3 separate regions of the Zea mays genome follow, and all the other regions are linked to region 2. Evidence: chromatin contacts called from public Hi-C data. All regions are on one chromosome and are shown on one strand. Each heading gives the region's core, a stretch centred on a gene start, on an enhancer-like site or on the middle of the called end of the contact. The rest is flanking DNA. Distances are from core to core; before and after follow the strand shown. Region 1 holds the start of LOC118476712. Region 2 holds the start of LOC103650771. Region 3 holds the start of LOC542507 (cytokinin oxidase 2).

Region 1 (4,042 bases), core at 342-2,841, 340 kb after region 2:
TGCAATTATTCAAGAAGCCGATTTCAAGTTCATTCTCTGACAAAGGCATCTCGTTTCTGGTACAAAGAATGAGGAGGATACATGTAGCACTTGTTAGGCGTGTAGCTCGACGAATATACCGACTTGAAAAAAAACAAGAAATTGTTTTCCCAGTTCAAAGCACAGTTGAGTTGTACATACTATTTACCATTTCAACCAAAGACTCCAAAAAAGTGTCTGAACCACCATCTAGTATCTGCTATAATACGGAGCTTTCCTTTCATTTTCTTCAGATTATACATATATCAATATCTATTGAATTCATGTGCTTCTGAACATTTGATCGATAATATGCCCACCACTTGGCGTTACCTTACTTCAAATATGGACAATACGAAATGCAGATGATTGAGAGAGAACATCTGTGTTTGGTTTTAGTAAAGCTCTTTTGTGTCCCTCTGTTATCATCACCACTTTCCGCACACCTTTGATAGCTGATAGTGATAAGAGACAACCTTTAACAACGAAGATCGTCCTGTAAAACTCGTACGTCAAGGAAATTTCCATAATACCAGATCTTATAACGTCTCATCTGAATCAATGTGCTTTTTCCAGGCTATATTGTTGGCTCAGAATAAAAAAGGAAGGAAAAAAAAAGACTAAGTCTCACTAGTCTTCTTCTCCCGGTTGGTGATGTGTCAGTCCAATCCACGTCAAATTAAAGGTAAGTTGATGTGAGAGTGAGACTAAAATATAAAGTCATTCATGTGAAGTTACTTCTAATTGACCGGATTGTTACCGTCAAGAGAGTCCAATCCACCTTATCCTTCAGATAAACCAAGACGCCGTATCAAACTGTAAACGTCAGAAGGATTCGGCGCTACCCACATCATCAATGCAGACAAAATTCCAAACATGCACAAACAAATTCCTGCTCTGCTATGCTACTGATAGCAAAAGGGCGTCATTCCGCTATATTACCGGATTTGTGGAGATCAAAACGCAACAAACAACCGTTAAGGGTGCGAAATTGCCAAGTGTAGAAGGCACTTCACCTTGCGATTGTATCGTAATATCCTCCGGCCGTGCACCATTCGCAGCAAAATCCGTGCAATCCTTGTTGTAACTGCACGAGCGAAACCTCGATACGATAGGCACAGAAACGAATGGTCGAATAGGGGAGCCCTATCGAACAGAACACATGGATGAGAACGGCAAATGGAGGGTGCAATTATCCGGGAGAAGGAGATCGAGAAGGTGCACACAGGAGAGAGAGAGCTCACGACGTGTCCGGCGGCGGCAGAACGGCGACGGCGACAGAGAGACGGCGGGAGGCGCGAGCGGAGGCAGAGGAGACGGGAGGAGCCGACGTGTGGCTCGGAGCCTTCTGGAAGAAGCCGTCGCGCCTTTTCGAATGGGGCACGCGCCGGGTTCCATGGCAATTGGGTTCCGCCGGCTTTTGCCGTTTGTGGCCCGTGGCCCACGTACGTACTGCCTTGATGGTATGGGCCAATTCTCTTATTGGGCTTCTTTCTAACTACTCAAGGATCCAGTCGTCTCAGCTCATACAGTTTGGTGCTCCCCTGTCTAATCAGACCATCTGATGAATGTTTGATCTCTGATCTCTTAGTAAATGACTCAGTAGATGATCCTTCAACCTCAAGGACCAATGTGATGTCCATTGCTGCGTCCAACATTAGAAAAAAAAAATGGTTATCTCAGCTTGTCATGACTCATGACATTTTGCCATTTTGGTCACAAGATCAGTTCATCAGCAACTCGGACTTACAAAGAATCATAATTCCCTTCCACACTGAAAAAAAAAGGTAAACCTAGTACACAGCAACGCCTACATCCACAAGAGCAAGGCAGAAGAGTGATAAGAGCTTGAGATAGGAGAACAGGTATTTCTCTGCACAAGACCAGATTTTATATATATGAATATAGATATCAAATAATATCCCTTTTTACATTTGCACAGAGGGGCTGTATCACCATCTTCCCTTCTCCCTATATGGAACCTTGCTGTCTATTCGACGAATGTACGGCGGCGAGGAGGGCAGCGCCGGCCCCAGACCCATCCACTGTCACCTCCAGTGTCACCGTCCGCGCCACCTCCTCCCCCAAGATCTCCACCAGGGCTTCATCTAGGTACTCCCTGAACTCCGGGTAGCCCTCATATAGGCCACCCTCGATCGCCACCACCGTCCGCCTCAGCTGCCCTCGCGTTCTCCCGCTTGAGGCAATGCCGCTCCCATCCCGACCCAGCTTTTTCAGTATCCCAACAATGCCAGCGGCGGCTAGGCGGGCAGCTCTCCGGGTGACGATGTCGCAGACTTTGACGACTAGCCTCCGAGTTTTCAGAGGAGTGTCCGGTATCTGCAGCAAAATCACCAAAACTTCAGTACAGGTTGAAGGAACACACATGCTTAACTTCAGGGAGATCGGGAAAGCTGACCTTCAGATGGTCTTGCAATATCCTTCTGACTTCGCTCAGATCTGGTGAATCGTCCTTGCGAATTGCAGCCAGAAGTGGTGTGCTGGAACACAAACAGAAGCATATACTAAAGTATCAGCAATATTTTCTGCGCACAAGCTTTAGTTTAGGTAATCGCCAACGTGATTTTGCCTTTTAGTGTTTGGTTCGACCCAACTAAAGTTTAGTTCCTGTCACATCGAATGTTTGAATGATATTTATGGGTATTAAATATAGTTTAATTATAAAACTAATTACGCAGATGAAGACTAAAATACGAGACGGATTTATTAAACCTAATTAAGCCTATATTTAACACCCAATGACGCATAAACATGAAACATTCTGCAGTAATATGCACAGCTGAGCAGGAAGGTTTCCAACATAGATATGATATGGATCATGTACTTGACATTGGGAAGCATGAATCCAAAGATGCAGAACACAACATAGAGTACTGCATTGGTAGCAAATATAACCCGATACTTGCTACGTTTCCTTTGAAAAAATCTACTTCACCTTTTCCACTACACAAAAAAAAATGGAATAAACAAAACATAGAAAACTTAAGGTACCTCAATGTGAAGGGGGTGGATAGATTATCAGCGGCATCACCAAAGACATCTGATTCTAGAGCCATTCGATGCAGCACCAGCCTTGCAATTTCCCCAAGATAAATCCCAGATATCATTTTTTCAAACCCCTGGATCAATGTCAGATTTGTTCAGTAATACTAACAAAAGGTACAGCTATTCCATAACATACTTTACACAAAGTGTCACCTGATCATTGCGATTTTGCGTCTCATCATCAAGGGAGATGTCATAAGGAGTTCTTGGCAAATGTGATGACCAGAAATTGCCCCATTCCATGTTTACAACCTGATGAATTGAACGATTGAATAAGAACTACATCTTTGTCCACAGGATAAATCGATGATATTGATAATTTGGATACAGAGCAAAGCAGCAAGAGAATAATACCATGCCACCAGAGTTTGTAAGAAGACCCTGACATTTAATAATTGCATCAGTGCGTTCGATATAGCAAGCATTGGTGCCAGCACCGATTATCACAGCAGCCACTGTATCCTCATCGTGATAATGACCTAGAGCTAACGTCCCCACAGTGTCATTCACCTAAGTAGAAATAGAGCTAAGGTAAGTATTTATAAGGTGCTAAAACTAACACACTATTAAAAAGCAATAAGCATAAGAATATGCTAGTTGAGAATATTCTCTTGCTAGCCCAAAGAAATTGCTTGGTGAAGCAAATTTGAGAGACCAAGACTAACAATCTGAAGAGCTTTGATACTACAGGAAAAGCTGGCATCAATAAAAGGTTTAAAAGCGCACAAATAACAGATTTTCCAGGGAATGACACAGCTATCAACTAAATTTAATGAAACATAAAGGCTGCCCAGTTAGCAGATGATCACTGACTCACTGTGCTGTCTTCTCAAAATTAACTAGGCATGGGAATGGGCGCAACGATCATGCTATTCATCCATTGCTTGGTGATGATTTAAGTTTTGGACAAGGGCACCCATATTATAATGCACAGAACACTAAATATATTCCATATTGG
Region 2 (3,854 bases), core at 1,261-3,760:
ACATAAGGGACGTCTATGGTTAGGCAAGAATGAGGTGTTACAACAAAAGGTCATCGCCGCCTTCCACGACTCAGCTTTGGGGGGTCACTCGGGTGTGCCTGTCACTTATCGACGAGTGAAGCAATTATTTTCATGGAAGGGCATGAAGAAGACAGTTCACCAGTTTGTGCAGTCATGTCCCATATGCCAGCAAGCGAAGCCGGATCGTGCTAAATACCCAGGTCTGCTTGCTCCTCTACCCATTCCACCGCACGCCTGGCATTCAATTTCTATGGATTTCATAGAAGGCCTACCGAAATCGGGATCCTGGAACTGCATTCTAGTGGTGGTCGACCGTTTCTCAAAATATAGTCATTTTCTGGCCCTTGCTCATCCATTCACAGCCGCGGGGGTGGCCAAGGTTTTCTTGGACAATATTTATAAGCTTCACGGTATGCCAGCAAGTATTGTGTCGGATCGAGATCGAATCTTCACAAGTCAATTCTGGCAGCAGCTGTTTACATTGACTAGAACACAGCTTTGCATGAGCTCGGCTTACCATCCCCAGTCTGATGGTCAAACTGAGCGAGTAAACCAATGTATTGAAACTTATCTCAGGTGTTTTGTCCATGCTTGTCCCAAGAAATGCTGTCACTGGCTGTCAGTCGCGGAATTTTGGTATAACACCAACTACCATTCGGCAATTGGGCGTTCACCCTTTGAGGTTCTATATGGTCATGCAGCTCGCCATTTTGGTATTGATTCAGTCTCGTCCGTCGCAGTGGAGGACCTCAGACAGTGGTTGACGGACAGAGAAATCATATCCAAGTTGATTCACCAGCATTTGACTCGAGCTCAGTCCCGCATGAAAAAACAGGCTGACAAGAAACGTTCGGAGCGATCATTCCAGGTGGGCGATCAGGTTTACCTCAAACTTCAACCCTAGTTTACCTCAAACTTCAACCCTATATTCAATCATCTGTGGCAGTTCGCTCGAATCAAAAGCTCGCATTTCGATTCTTCGGCCCTTACACAGTGCTGCAACGGGTGGGCACCGTGGCGTACAAGCTTCAGTTACCGGAGACCTCTTCTATACATCCAATATTTCATGTTTCCCAACTAAAAGCTTCAATCGGCCGTCAGCATTCAGTGGTTCCTCAGTTACCTGATGCTAATCCTAGTTTTCAAGTGCCTGTCCAGGTTCTGGCTCACCGCATTATTCAGCGAGGAGGAGCTCTGATTCCACAAATCAAAGTGGTGTGGTCAGGTTGGGATCCCGCCTTAGCGATATGGGAGGACGCTGAGGCCCTGAAAGCTGCGTTTCCGAACGCGCCGGCTTGGGGACAAGCCGCTTCCAAAGGAGAGGGGACTGTCAGCACCTCTGTGGAGGAGGAGGCTGTGGAAGAGACGGAAGTGGAACAGGCAGCACTCGGCGGCAAACGCACTCGACGCACCAACGTTTGTGTGATGAGCCCAGAATGGGCTGTGTAATCCTAGTCTCTTGTAATTCAGGGCCAGCCCATGTGACGGTATAATACCTAGTCTGTGGTTTCTGAAGAGGCATGCAAAACTTAAACAAACTCATACGCAATAACATCCGTCGCCTTCTGCCTCCTGTTCACTGTTCTTCTCTAATCTCTGATTCTTCTTCCACTTCTGATCTCTGAGCATAACAGTAGGCCGTTCGAGTTGCGACCATACAGGCTCGCGGAAAATCGTGGACAGCGATACTTGCGGATGTTGCTCGCCTGTCCCAGTCCTGCATGTGCACGTATGTGCCAGTGTCAACGAAGACAGCGATCAACTCGATCTGTTGCCTGTTTCGTGATAGCATCCCCCATATCCCTCCCCATCGAGTACTCATCCCCCATCTCTGTCGTCGTCGCTGGCGCATCGGTGTCGATCGCAGCAGTTCGCTTCATCACTCAAAAATCCATCTTCGTCAATAACCAGTTCGGGAAGCTGCGAGCGAAGCACTGAAGCAGATGCTTGTCTTGTCTTGTCCCGGCCCTCTCATCCTCCTCCCCCACTCCACTACGGCACTCCCGGCCCTCGCTCGCTTGCTCATTAATGGCGGGCACTGCATGGTTGGCGCCATCCATGCCCATTAACGCCTCCACCCACCTCCGGGCCGCCCCCGCCCCCATCTACTTTTATTCACGCCGATCGGGCACTTGCTTCCAATACAGCGCCGGCCGGGCCGTTGCGTCCGTCCATCCTCATCCCCATCCGCCACCCACCCCGCGCCCCTCCTTCTCACTCCAGTGCTGGCTGCCGGCCAGCTCCGCCCCCGGGGTCCTTGAGCTGGAGGTGGGTGGCGACGTAAAGGCGGCCGCTTGCTTTGCCACCGCCGGCGCTCGTCATCTCCTTACTTATTCATCCCTGCGGCCCTGCTACACATCGGTGCCGTGCCGCGCTTGATTCCGTCCTGTCCTGTGCTTGAATTGTAGGTGGCGGTGGATGACCAGCTCTCGGAGTTTTCTGAGGCGAGGATCGGAGGGCGTTGCGTTAGGTCCGCGGTTGGTGAGCGGCGGTCGGAGCGGTCTCGCGCGCGGCGGGGTCGTTCGATGACGCAGGAATCGCGCTCTGGGAGGGTGGGAATACCTCGCGCTCGCGCTCAAGGTGCTCGATTAATTTACTGCCTGAGGCTGAGGGGGGGCGCGCCTGTGAGCTGAACCGTTCCCGCTGCACTGACTCCTGAGCTCGGGAAATGGTTGGGAGCGTGCACGTCAATGGATCGGTCCACGGCGGCAATGGCACGGCCACGGAGGAGCGGCTGGACGAGCTGCGCCGGCTGCTCGGCAAGTCGGAGGGGGACCTTCTCAAGATCGTCAGCGTCGGCGCCGGCGCGTGGGGCAGCGTCTTCGCCGCGCTACTACAGGACGCGTACGGCCATTTCCGGGACAAGGTGCAGATAAGGATCTGGCGTCGCCCGGGCCGGACGGTGGACCGCTCCACCGCGGAGCACCTGTTCGAGGTGATCAACTCCAGGGAGGACGTGCTCAGGCGCCTCATCCGCCGCTGCGCCTACCTCAAGTACGTCGAGGCGCGGCTCGGAGACCGCACGCTGTATGCCGACGAGATACTCAAGGACGGCTTCTGCCTGAACATGATCGAGACGCCGCTCTGCCCTCTCAAGGTCGTCACTAACCTGCAGGAGGCCGTCTGGGATGCCGACATCGTCGTGAATGGGGTGCCGTCCACCGAGACGAGGGAGGTGTTTGATGAGATCAGCGAGTATTGGAAGGAGAGGATTAGTGTCCCGGTGATAATTTCCCTCGCCAAGGGAATTGAGGCCTCGTTGGATCCAATACCTCGTATCATTACACCTACTCAAATGATTAGCTCTGCAAGTAAGAATCTCTCTTGTCTCTGCCTGCGTATTTTAAACTCAATCACCACAAGTTTCCTTGAGGAAGCTGAATGGTATTGGTTGCAAGAAAAATATTATGATTCGTGGCATGCATGATAAGCTGCTTGATCAAGGTCATGATTAAGATCATGTTTGAATGCACTAGAGCTAATAGTTATCTACTAAAATTAGCTAAAGATATTCAAACAGTCTAGCTAATAGATTAACTATTAGCTACTTTTAGCAATTAGCTAATAGTTAGCTAGCTAATTCCACTAGCAATTTTTTAGCCAACTAACAATTAACTCTAATGCATTCAAACACCCCCTCAATAGTAGAATTCTCGATCAGTTTACAACAAATCTATCATGTGGAAAGCTCATTTGTGTTTTGCAAGATCTCTGACAAACGAACCTGATGTCTATAGTCCAAGCTAACAATTCCAGTATGTTACCTGCCACATTGTCCATTTATAAGAGACAGCATGAGCCCATCTATTGCTTGTCTGTTATAATATAACTAG
Region 3 (4,184 bases), core at 92-2,591, 310 kb after region 2:
CATGCGCGCGGACAGGATGGACGGTCGAAGTGGCCTCCCTGCCTCCACCCCGACGACGACGCATGGGCTCCGTCCCCTTCGCTTGCTTCCTGCTCCAGCTAGCTCCATCGCCTAGTGCTCCGCTCCGCCGCACAGGAACGGAACGGAACGGACCGAACCACTTGGTCGCATCCCGATGCGTTGCCGTCTGCCGGTGTCCATCGTGTCGGTTTCACCTCTGCACTAGCATAAATTCCTTGACACCAACAGCGAGCGACATCATCGGCTCAGCCCTACAAGTCACGAGTGTTCTGACTGACCAGCTAGCAATAGCAATCTGCTGCTCTGCTTGACTTGCTCGGACGATCCGCCGCTGCTTGCGTTCGGCTCCAGTAGGCTATCCTCCGCGACGTCGTCGATCTGGACTCCATGGCGTCCACACAGAATCGACACGAGCTTGGTGTGCCGCGTACGCATGTGTGCGTATGTATGCCTCGTCTTCCACATGCAAACATACGCAGAGGAAGGGGAAAGGCGGCAGCAAACGCGACGGTCCAAGTCGTACCACAGAAGTGGTCGCGCATGTGTGCCCAAGTTGCCATCACCCGGATGCTATTAGATTTCCAGAAACTAACTTGTGAGGACCCCTGGTGTCTGCTAGCTGCTCTCCAACTCCAACCTGTCAATCAATTCCCAGACGGACAAGCTGAGCTCACAGCTCAAGCTCAACAACGATGGCCGGCCGGGTCACCATGGAACTGATCCTCTACAGTACAGGCATGGGAAAATGGAGGAGGAGAGCAGGGCAGTGAGGCCACAGAATCAGAGGCTGATTAGTGTTGGTGAGCTCCAATCCAACAGCATATGACCAGCGAGCAGAACATAGGGATGTCCTGTGGGCTTGCCCAGGGACAGACGCATGCAAGCCATGTGACTGTCCGGAGAGAGAGCCGGTGATACTGGAACAGAGGATCCGATCCTGCCCCCCTTCTTTTGCCTCTCCCTCTCTCACACACACAGTCTCACCTATATGTGGCTATGTCGTCTCCATTAGGCTGTTAACTAGCCAACACATGTTCCCCCGTTGCTTAAGACAGCAGCTACAAAGCGAGAACATCATGCTCTAAAAAGAAACTTCCGCAATGCACCACTAGCACATGTCTGCGCCTCAATTCGCAACCGGCAAGCAAGCAAGCCGGCAAGCAGACAGTCGCCATACGGTTTTTACCAAACAGCTAGCGCCCACAGCTGACTAGCTGACCACCGCACCACCCACACTCCTCCTCGCGAGTCGCGAGGCAAGCCGCAAGCTCCTATATAGAGAGGCCCCCTCCCTCCCCTGCATGGACAGCCACCGCCTTCTTCAACCCTCCTTCCGTCTTCCTCCTCTAGTCTTACCTCGTTGCACCTCAAGAAACTTGGCGCGCAACCAGGAAACCCCCTCTTCTCTCTCTCTCTCTCTCTCTCTCTCTCTGCCTTCTGATTCCAAGCTCCCCAACTGCCCAGCACCAACCTGCCGAACTCCCCTCCTTTTTGTTGGTTTGTCGAATTATAAATTGAGCCCGGCCGGCTGACTACCATGAAGCCGCCATCACTGGTGCACTGCTTCAAGCTGCTGGTCCTGCTGGCGCTCGCCAGGCTGACCATGCACGTCCCCGACGAGGACATGCTATCGCCCCTCGGCGCGCTGCGCCTCGACGGTCATTTCAGCTTCCATGACGTCTCCGCCATGGCGCGGGACTTCGGCAACCAGTGCAGCTTCCTGCCGGCCGCCGTGCTCCACCCAGGCTCGGTCTCCGATATCGCCGCCACCGTGAGGCACGTCTTCTCCCTGGGCGAGGGCTCGCCGCTCACCGTCGCGGCGCGCGGGCATGGACACTCCCTCATGGGTCAGTCCCAGGCCGCCCAGGGGATCGTGGTCAGGATGGAGTCGCTCCGGGGCGCTAGGCTCCAGGTCCACGACGGCTTTGTCGATGCCCCCGGAGGAGAGCTCTGGATCAATGTCCTGCGTGAGACGCTGAAGCACGGCCTGGCACCCAAGTCGTGGACGGACTATCTCCATCTCACGGTCGGTGGCACCTTGTCTAATGCGGGGGTCAGCGGCCAGGCGTTCCGCCACGGACCGCAGGTCAGCAATGTCAATCAACTGGAGATTGTGACAGGTCTCAAACGAACTCACAAAGCATTCAATCAACTAGCTTGGAGCATACATAACGAAACATAAAAAAAAACAGTCGCTGATCGTAATAATCGTAAAAACCAAATGCAGGAAGGGGAGACGTCGTTACCTGCTCACCCGAGGATAACTCTGATCTCTTCTATGCTGCTCTCGGCGGTCTTGGTCAGTTCGGGATCATAACCAGAGCAAGGATTGCACTTGAGCCTGCTCCAGAGATGGTAAGTCATCAGACAAGCGATTCAGTTAAATGAAATCTCCAGACAGCATGCAGTCATTTAGTAAATGGATGTATATATATACAATGACAGGTGAGGTGGATAAGAGTTCTTTACTCGGATTTTGAAAGCTTCACCGAAGACCAGGAGATGTTGATCATGGCAGAGAACTCCTTTGACTACATTGAAGGTTTTGTCATCATAAACAGGACAGGCATCCTCAACAACTGGAGGGCGTCCTTCAAGCCACAGGACCCAGTCCAAGCAAGCCATTTCCAGTCAGATGGAAGAGTGCTATACTGCCTCGAACTAACCAAGAACTTCAATAGTGGCGACACTGATACCATGGAACAGGTGAGCCTGTTATTTCACTTTGCACCAAGATATTAGACTCCAATGATAATAACTGTAAATTTTATGTTTACAGGAAGTTGCTGTACTGCTATCTCGGCTTAGATTCATACAGTCTACTCTATTCCACACCGATGTCACGTACCTGGAGTTTTTGGACAGGGTGCACACCTCTGAGCTGAAGCTGAGGGCACAAAGCCTCTGGGAAGTTCCACACCCTTGGTTGAATCTTCTGATACCGAGGAGCTCAATCCGCAGATTTGCTACGGAAGTCTTTGGCAGGATCCTGAAAGATAGCAACAATGGTCCTATATTGCTTTATCCAGTGAACAAATCAAAGTAACTTCCTTCACTTGCAAAAATTACTGTCACAAATAATAAGTTAATCTAGTTGCGCACGGTTAAGGTAGCTCAATTCGTCTGTTCGTTCTGATGCAGGTGGGACAACAAAACGTCAGTGGTCATACCAGATGAGGAAATTTTCTACCTAGTGGGATTCCTTTCTTCAGCACCGTCTCTCTCAGGTCACGGCAGCATTGCACATGCGATGAGCCTGAACAGCCAAATAGTAGAGTTCTGTGAAGAGGCTGATATTGGGATGAAACAGTATCTAGCACACTACACCACACAGGAGCAGTGGAAAACCCACTTTGGAGCAAGGTGGGAGACATTTGAACGGAGGAAACACAGATATGATCCCCTAGCCATCCTAGCACCAGGACAGAGAATATTCCCAAAGGCGTCACTCCCATTGTCTTTGTGACGGTTCCTGCTATTTAAAGGCTTCTGTAGAGCATACATTGTACAAAAGTGTAGGTAAAAGTATCCCCTGTAAAGACAATATCTACGGAAGGTAGCTAGCCTGAAGAACACAGCATAGCGACTTTTTCAGTGGCCAAAGATACCTCAAAGCAGTACTTCAATGTGGAGCAACGTCACCTGAACCCTGAAGGTGGTGAGTGCAACTTTGGAGGCAATCACTGGTAGTGGAGCCTGGAGGGTTGTAGCGGTCCAAGGAACCTGTCTGTTGTTACAGCGTTGAGATGAGCTGTGCTGATCAACTGATCACTAACCAGTGTCCCGAGGAAATCATGTTGGTCTGTATGTATTTTCCGTTAACAACAGTGCAGAAGTTTGCATGAGGGTAGTGCATTGATTAGCAAATAGCACTGCCTGTTATTTCACTTGTAACTGGCATCTCATCTCAAGGAGAGCCTGCGTAACTGTAGCAGGTTATATTGTTTTCCATGAGTCAGAAACTCAGAATATTAATGCTCGTGCAAAAACAGTGTAGTCGCTTATCAATCATGGTGTTCAGAAACAGAAAAACTCTTGGAATTCTCTCAACTTGTTCATTAAATGTTAGCAACCTATAGTGTGAGCTTGGATAACAAATAAGAAATCAAGAGCGCAAATATTGAAACTGAATAAATGTTAAATGATAATTTTCTAAAGTCCAA

The links. Hi-C and Micro-C count contacts between places; a contact is called where the count stands out from the background.
Region 1: a Hi-C map of ear shows a contact between it and region 2, with 5 times the contacts expected there. The contact joins the promoter of LOC118476712 here to the promoter of LOC103650771 in region 2. A contact is called at or near these places in 4 of 25 Hi-C or Micro-C datasets (ear, endosperm, leaf and 1 more).
Region 3: a contact with region 2 is called in a Hi-C map of leaf, with 5 times the contacts expected there. The contact joins the promoter of LOC542507 here to the promoter of LOC103650771 in region 2. A contact is called at or near these places in 11 of 25 Hi-C or Micro-C datasets (bundle sheath, ear, endosperm and 5 more) and 1 of 3 datasets of contacts at active chromatin or transcription factors (leaf).

Annotation. Positions count from the first base shown.
Region 1 is chr3:154,282,158-154,286,199 of Zm-B73-REFERENCE-NAM-5.0, reverse strand. It overlaps LOC118476712, which reads right to left and starts at 1,591. Exons shown (of 4, transcript XM_035966345.1): 1 at 1,245-1,591; 2 at 1,035-1,164; 3 at 1-56. The coding sequence starts at 1,416. LOC103650768 (hexokinase-3) reads right to left here. Exons shown (of 9, transcript XM_008676343.4): 5 at 3,439-3,594; 6 at 3,238-3,336; 7 at 3,031-3,158; 8 at 2,438-2,519; 9 at 1,676-2,358. The coding sequence ends at 1,990.
Region 2 is chr3:154,618,434-154,622,287 of Zm-B73-REFERENCE-NAM-5.0, reverse strand. It overlaps LOC103650771, which reads right to left and starts at 2,510. Exons shown (of 1, transcript XM_008676344.4): 1 at 1-2,510. It overlaps LOC100273469 (Glycerol-3-phosphate dehydrogenase [NAD(+)] GPDHC1 cytosolic), which reads left to right and starts at 2,186. Exons shown (of 6, transcript NM_001147906.1): 1 at 2,186-2,289; 2 at 2,430-3,332. The coding sequence starts at 2,690.
Region 3 is chr3:154,304,606-154,308,789 of Zm-B73-REFERENCE-NAM-5.0, reverse strand. It overlaps LOC542507 (cytokinin oxidase 2), which reads left to right and starts at 1,341. Exons shown (of 5, transcript NM_001112056.2): 1 at 1,341-2,141; 2 at 2,249-2,376; 3 at 2,467-2,727; 4 at 2,801-3,063; 5 at 3,163-4,131. The coding sequence starts at 1,559. The coding sequence ends at 3,487. It overlaps LOC103650766 (a long non-coding RNA gene), which reads right to left and starts at 3,010. Exons shown (of 4, transcript XR_564373.4): 1 at 2,491-3,010; 2 at 2,268-2,362.